Linked DNA regions of Urocitellus parryii: region 2 is linked to region 1. A link is a contact called in public Hi-C data. All regions are on one chromosome and are shown on one strand. The core of a region is the stretch at or near the end of the contact, and the rest is flanking DNA. Distances in the headings are between cores, read along the strand shown.

The links. A called contact is a pair of places that touch in the nucleus more often than the background predicts.
Region 2: a contact with region 1 is called in a Hi-C map of liver, with 4 times the contacts expected there. The contact joins the promoter of Ppat here to the promoter of Rest in region 1. A contact is called at or near these places in 2 of 2 Hi-C or Micro-C datasets (liver and muscle).

What each region holds. Positions count from the first base shown.
Region 1 is chr10:102,829,211-102,833,055 of mUroPar1.hap1, forward strand. It overlaps Rest (RE1 silencing transcription factor), which reads right to left and starts at 2,239. Exons shown (of 4, transcript XM_026387139.2): 1 at 2,156-2,239.
Region 2 is chr10:103,193,565-103,197,409 of mUroPar1.hap1, forward strand. It overlaps Ppat (phosphoribosyl pyrophosphate amidotransferase), which reads left to right and starts at 2,010. Exons shown (of 11, transcript XM_026385755.2): 1 at 2,010-2,266. The coding sequence starts at 2,139. Paics (phosphoribosylaminoimidazole carboxylase and phosphoribosylaminoimidazolesuccinocarboxamide synthase) reads right to left here. Exons shown (of 12, transcript XM_026386446.2): 4 at 1,273-1,339.

The DNA.
Region 1 (3,845 bases), core at 989-3,488:
AACTGTTTAAGCTCAGTGTTGGTGGCATATGCCTGTAAAACCAACTACTCAGGACTTAAGGCAAGAGAATCGAGGTATGACACCCTCTGAAAATAAAATGAAAAGGGGGTAGGAAGTAGTTCAGTGGTAGAGCACTTACCCACCATGTGCAGTGCCCTATGTCTGATTCCCACTATAAGAGAAAAAAATATAATTTTAAAAACCCAACACACTAGTAGTAAACTATTTTCGTTCCAACTTTCCTCTTCAATACTTCAATGGCCTGAATTAGAAAGCCAAGAAATTAACAAGCCATTCTGTGCATGTATAAGTACACAAGTCTGGAAGGAAGCCTATAATAACTGGTCAATTTAATTGAATTTCATGTGAACGCAACTAACTTCAAAAAGAAGAAAAAAAAAACTGCGAGACAGTACCACTTAGTCTCAATTTTTTGATGACTCCCCACATTTAAAAGCGGAAAAAAAGTATGGGCCTCTTTTCCTATGAAAAGGGAAGTTTGGTTTATTCGAAACTTCACAAATGAAGGTTAACATTTTTTTTTCAAACCCCCTAATAAAACAATCGCACAACTCAACGCCACAATCAGCAACTTTCTTCCATTGTGCTTGACTTGGCCTACTTGCCCAGTGGAAGCCATTACAAGATCACCTTCCTGAAAACAAGTTGGGTTTTTAAATGATCTTAACCAAGTTACTTTCCAGTCTAAAAGGTGCTAGTCTCCAGCCCGTGTCTTTCTGCAAATCAGAAAAAGCAAAGACACAGAACTAAATAATAAAGTTAAACCGAAAGATAAAAAGCAATCCATTCCACCCAAGTGTATAAACCCGTTTAGTTATTTGCACCAACAAAAGTTGGACTCAAATGCCATCACAGAAAACGGAGGGCAAAAGCAGTTCCAAGGCTTAACAGCGCAAGCTATTCGGAAATTTAACCCAACATCGACCTTCCAGATTCCCCAACCCACCCTACCCATGACTCTTACAGGAATTTTAACATTTGTCAGGAAGACCGTTTGGGCACTGCCTGAAAGCCCAACGTGTTGCACGAAATTCCTATGTGCTGCTGCCACCGGCGCCTGCCTCGGCGGCGGCATTCCTAACTGAAATAGGCATTCGGCCATTTTCTCAAAATACCAAACACAAAGCAGCTCTCTGCAAACTCGGGAGCTCTCGCTTCCTCACCGCTCCGCCCGCTCCCTGCACACATTCGCCCACCAACTCACCGGGCTTGCCCCCACCGCTCGTCCTGAACCTCTTCCTGTGCTCCCCCAATTCAAACGGTGGAGGTGAGCAAACTCGGGGCTCCGATCCCCAACTGAGTCCTTCCCGAGAGAGACAGCCCCCTCCGCGGCCCACGGGCCAGAGTCCGGGAAAAGGGCGGAAAGTTACCGTGTGGCCGGCGCCCGAGCTCCGCCGACCGCCCGGCTCGCCCTCCGCGGAGGCTCCGCGGGCGCCCTCCGCAGGCGCGGACCCGAGAGCCAGGGGGCCCCACGCGGGCCGCCCCCGCGCCCCGGAAGTTTGCTAACTTCACTCCCCCACGGCGCCCGGCGGGACAAGCGCCCCGGCCCTGCCAGCGCGGGCCGCCGGGCGCACAGGGCCGCGTCGCGGGGCAGTCGGAGCGCAGAAATCGCTGTCCAGCCCGCTGGCGGCACCGCCCGAGCCCGGGGGCTGACTCAACCCGCCCCGCCGCACTCAACGGCGCCTTCCGGCGAAGCGACAGGCTGGGGGAGGGGGCCCAGAGGGCGGCGGGCCGGCGCGGGGCTGCGGCGGGACCCGGAGGCTGGAGATCAGGAGGAAGTTTCAGGACTAGGGCCCCGAGCAGCTCCGCTCTTGGCCTGAAAGTCTAGACTGGCAGGGCGTGCGGGCCCGCGCGGAAGCGGCGGCCTTCCTCAAATGGGGAGGGGGTCCCGGAGACGTGCAGCTCTCCACCAACGCCCCCGGCCCAGCCCCGGGCCGCCGCCGTGTAACCCGATCCCGCTCGGCCGCCCGCCCCCGCCCGGCGCGGCGGCCGTCGCCGGAGCCACAGTATCTGCAAATCAGCCCTGGACAGCGCCTCGCTCCGCGTCCTTCCGCGCCCTCCCCCTCCCGCGGCCGCCGCGGCCGCCTGGCCCTCCCCCACCCCGGCCGAGCCCCCAGCCCCGCGCCGCGCTTACCGGTCTTCCTCGGAGAGGGGGAACTGGCGACCTGGCGTCGCCACCCCTCCGCCGACTACTTTTCTTTGTTGTTGGAGTTTTAGGAGAGGGGGGGAGGGGTGGAAAAAGTTGGGCGCTTGGGCTGTCGAGGCCCTTAAAGGCCAGGAGCGGGGCTGCAGAAAGTGCTCAGGCCGCCAGCCCTCGCCCAGCCGTCCGGGCTGCCGCCGGGGTCTGAGGCCAGGGGCCTCGGCGGCGCTTGGCCTGCTGCTGCGCCGCGAGCTCGCGGGAGCCGCACATTCCAACACAGGACGCTGTGCCGCGCACCAGCCCGCGCCGCCGCCGCCCGCCTGCGGAACACGCCCCCTCCGCCGCCCGCGCGCGCCCGCGGGACACGCCCCCTCTGCCGTTCGCGCGCGTGGCCGCTAGGCGCGCCCCGCCCCTCGGAGAAGGGCAGAGCTCCTGGCTTGGGTCGGGTGGCTAGGGGAGCGCCCAGGGGGGAGCCGCACCTAATCCACCAGGGCGCTCACTCCTGCCCTGAGGTCAGAAAAGGGGCGGGCCCCTCTCCCTTTCTCGATTTCTTTTATAAACAAACAACAAAAGTTACCCGGAGCCCTGGCGTGCTTGCATGAGAATAGAGCTGTTAAAAGAAAAATGTGCAGGCTTTGACCATTCTTTAGAACCATTGTCACCGGCCTCTCAAGTCGAAAGCGCTCGAAAATACCCTTCAGAATCTTTTTAACTCTCTACCCACCCTTACCTTAGCTAATTAAGCTTAGTTTTAAGCTTCTGGAGTAAAATGCCTTCCAAATTTCAAACTATAAGCGGGGACGGGGGAATGCGATCATTTTGTGAGTTACGAGAAGAACTTGTTTCAGCAAGGACTCAGAACAGTGAGAATGAGGATTGGGGGGCACGTTCCTAGACGGGTCAGGTAGCGGATCGCTTCTGAGCCTGGAAAGCACGATTTGGGTGGAGGAATTACTCTCACGTTACAGAAGGTGGAGAGAGCAATGAGGAACCAGAGGCTGCCTGGGACCACGGTGTCCCGAGACTAACCTGACTTCCGCATCATGCAGCCAACGACGATCAAGCCTAATGCCTGGCACAAAGTAATATTCTTTTAAGGAGAAATTTCGTATGCCCCTTCCTTTCTTTTCTCACCTGAAATGCCTTTTTAGCCTGCCCCCCCCCACCCCAAAAGGGAAAAAAAAAAACGTGGAGAGGCTTTGTTTAAGGTTTTGGTTTTGGTTTTGGTGAGAATTTTGTTTTTTGGAAAGAGGCATTTGCGATACTGGGGATTGCTAGGCAAGTGCTCTATCACTAAACATCTTTTTGTTTAGTTTGGTTTTGAGATAGCTTCTCACAAAATTGCCCAGGCTGGCTTAAAACTTGCCTCAGCCTCCTCAGTAGATGGGATTACAGGCCTACCCCACAACTCACACTTTAAAATGATGGTGTTACATCATGCATGTTATTGAGAGGTTTGTTTTGTTGTTGGTTAGTTGGTTGTTTTTCTGGTGTTTTTGCCCCATTCAAACTTTACTTCATGTATTCTTTGCTGAACTAAAATCTGACTTCAAACTACATGGCTTTTTTAGTTGCTGTAGCCTAAGGTACCAAGACTGTCAAGGAACTGTTTTCTTTGCATTCCATATCCTAAATTAAGGTAAAAATGAACACTTCCCCTTCCCGGCTCCTAAACATTTCTTTT
Region 2 (3,845 bases), core at 760-3,259, 360 kb after region 1:
AAAACAAATTTATAAGGCTGGGCATAGCGCCTGTAATCCCAGCAGCTCTAGAGGCTGAGACAGGAGGATCCAAGTTCGAAGCCTCTAAGAAACTCAGCCAGACCCTGTCTCCAAATAAAATATATAAGGGGCTGGGGATGTGGCCCAGTGGATAAGCCCCTTGGGTTCGAAGCCCATAGCAAAAAGAAAAAAGAGGGAGAGAGTAAATAAATCACACTTGGTTTTCATATTTTTATTAGCTAACACTGCTCTATGAAAAAGTGTGAGCAAAATGTGTTTAACAAGAAATAAACTCTGGAGAGGTAACCTGAATGGAACATAGATTCACAATGGAACAAAATCAAAGGACTTCAGTAGAAAAGACCTCAATATATAAGTTTGGATGAAAAGAACTTCTGACTAATTTTTTTTTCCCCTTTTCTTCTTCTTGTTGGTGCATTATAATTGTATACAATAACTGGATTCCTTGTTACATATGCATACATGCACACAATAGAACAGTATATTTGGTCAACTTCCCCCAGTACCAACTGTATTTAACGGCTCTAGGGATACCAACTATAAACATTTTTAAGGAGAAGGACCTTTTAGAAACTGTAAAGGCAAGTTTGAGAAAAATTAACATGTCAGTGGAATGCAATTTGCTTCAGTATAAACTTCTAAACCGGTGTGTGTGGATCAAATCACTCAGGGACAAAATAATTATGTAACTGCAAATTTTGACAAACGCAAAGTGAAGCAAGGAAAACTTTTTCGCCTATGGGCTTTGGAAATTTCTAAAGCTATCAAGGCATCAAAGAATACTTTTTTGAATAATACTATCAAACGACTCAAAACTTAAACAAATTTTTCAGGTTAAATTATTAACCTTACGAAAAGAAGGGGATTAACCAATCGGGAAAGGCAAGCCTTTGGTTTGAAGAGTCTACGCTATATTTTCACGTGGTTGTTTTGCAACATCTATTGATGACCTTTTCAAGGCAATCTTTGACCGTTTCTCGTCCTAGGAACCCTCTTACTCTGCTCCTCTTCCTCCATCAGAGAAGCAGTTTTGTGAATTTAGGAGAGTTCGGAGAGGCCCGGGGTGCTTCAAGTCCAACGAAGGTCTCGCAGCGCCTGGGCCACGTGTGAGCTCACCCACGGGCCTACGTGCACGGCTGCAGGGAGGCCGAGCAATGCAAAGAGCTCACTGGAATCCGGCCGCGGAGCCCGCACCACGGCCAGAAGGCGGGGAGATCGTTGAGTAAGGGGAATAGGTCTCCTGTTACTCACTTTCAGCTGTCGCCATTATTCTGAACGGACTGGAAGCAGCGACCACGCTAGGAAAAGCGGCTGAAATCTGGAAAAGAAGAGCGGCAAGAGAGATTCGCAGGGCCGGGGAAGGAAGTTCCGCCCACAGACACGCCCCCTGGAGGGGCAGCGTAGCCGCGCGCCGCTCAAATCGAGTTCGCCTACACAGACCCAAATCGAAGGGTCTCTACAACTGGGGAGAAGCTTCGACTCCCTGAGCGCTTACGAGAGGTTTCCTGCCGCGCAGGCGCAGCGACGGCACCCCGCCTCCAAGCCACCCCGTACACTGTTCCTATAGAGAAGAAAAGTGGCGCGCACTGGCGGCCCCTCCCCACGCTGCAGAGCTCGTAGACTGGGGCCCCCTTCTTGCCAGAGGGAGAGGTTCATAGGTTGGAGCGTACCAAGTCGTGATGGGGGAAAGCCGGGAAAAGGACGTGTAAAGTTTACATGTTCTCAGAGAGAAATGACTCCAACCCCGTTACTTTCATCATTCCCGATGTGGATGCTGGAAAATAACGGAGATAGCCACGTGCAGATGAAAGAGGTTCTGGTACATAGCCAGAGGAAGACTGACCCCACCCCCATGAAATCCGCGACTCCTCCCCTCGGCCGCGGAACCTCTTCTCCGGCTCTCCCTCATTGGTGGGCCATGGGGGACGGGGCCTGGTGGTGATGAGATGGTCACGCCCACTAAGCACGCGCCGCCGCAGTAGCCTAGGTCTAGCCGCGGGGAAGGAAGCGGCGGTCTATAGCGCCAGCCTCTGAGGCTCTTGGGCCGTGCAGGCAGCTGTTTGGTCCTAGTACCTCGGCTGCGGCGGCGAGCTCCTCCACGTGCTTTTGGCAGCGACATGGAGCTGGAGGAATTGGGGATTCGCGAGGAATGCGGCGTGTTCGGGTGCATAGCTTCTGGAGAGTGGCCCACGCAGCTAGATGTGCCACATGTGATCACTCTGGGACTCGTGGGGCTGCAACACCGGTGAGCAACTGGGTGAGGGGTAGGAGTGGGGGTGGCGAGACAAGTGTTTTTACATCTCTGTGAGCCGCTTCCCGCGTTCAGGATTGGCTCTCCGTTGAGCTCCCAAGAACTAGAAGGACAGCACTCTTTCCTGGACCAGTACCTGCCAGTGGCATCCAACAGGTTGTGGGGGAGGGGAGTCACCCTGCCTCCAGGGACTTTAGCCTGTTCTGGCCACCTTTCCAGGCCCTATTGCCCTTTAGGGACCCTCCCCTCCCCCTGGGTCTGTGCACATCTGCTGAGTCTGGTTAGTTTGTAAGGCTCGGGTTTGCTTGGACTAGCCAGGTCGGGGCTCATGCCCAAGTGCGTGCAAGTTCTGACCCAGGAGCTACACTTGTTATAGGCATGTGTGGAGTGGCGACTAGTCCAGGTCCTACAACACTTTCAGATTTTCGCGCCGGACTTACAACCAGCACAAGCTTTTGTTTGCAAGGCCAGAGTTATTGGGCAGATTGTGAGTTTGAAACTAGTTATAGCTATAGGAACTAGAATCTTAGAGTCCAGACCCAGGGAAACAACTAGTTGGTGTTCAAAAGGAACAACGGTCGTAGAATTCATATGAATTAGCAGGAAATATACCAATCTCAGGAAATCGATTCATTGATACACTTTTAAATATTGAACGAAAACGTTGGTAGTAAGATGGCAGAAATCAACTCTTCTTTAAAAGAGAGTAGTATTTGTATGCTAAGATACACACTGATTTGGAAAAAATTGGGAGATCACTTCGAGGTATAAATAAGTAAATATACCTTTGCTTCCATTCTTACTACCTGACCTAATATACCTAATGGGAAATTGTATGATTTGGTTGGAGTAAGAAATGCAGATTTAGGCTTGACATTATCACTGAAGTTTTCATAAGGCAACATAATAGCGACAACTTCTAGAACAGTTAAGGAACTGGGCTGTAAACCCTTATCAGCAATATGGGTGCAACATGTATAAATGCATTCCAAATGATTAGCTTTCCCTCACCAAATAAAATTATAAGTAGTCTTTTTGCTTTTTTTGGAGTCCCAAATACTTGAATTTGATTTGACATTTTGTGTACAATTTGTTTGTTTAGTAGCTCTCAGAATTTGGGATGAATCAAAAAGAATCTTTTTAATATGAATAACTCTAATCTTGGGTAATTGTAAGTTGACCATAATGATTTCCCATTTAAAATGAAATTTGTTTCAGGGCATCCCCCAGTGACTCTGGAGGCTGAGGCAAGAGGATCAGGAGTTCAAACCCAGCCTCAGCAATTTATTGACACCCGAAGCAACTTATTGAGGCCCTTTGTCAAAATAAGCACAGAAAGGACTGGGGGTGTTGCTCAGTGGTTAAGTGCTCCTGGCTGGATCCCTAATACCACCCACCACCCCACCCCCGTGCGTGTGCAAAAAAGAAAAAAGAAAAAAAATTTGTTGAGAATTAGATATATAATCCAAGGAGAAATTAAAATCTGATTACATGGCTCTGAGGAACATTGGTTTATCACAGTCTTAGAAGTTATTTTAAATATATTCTTAGGCGGGTGGCAATGGATCTGGTG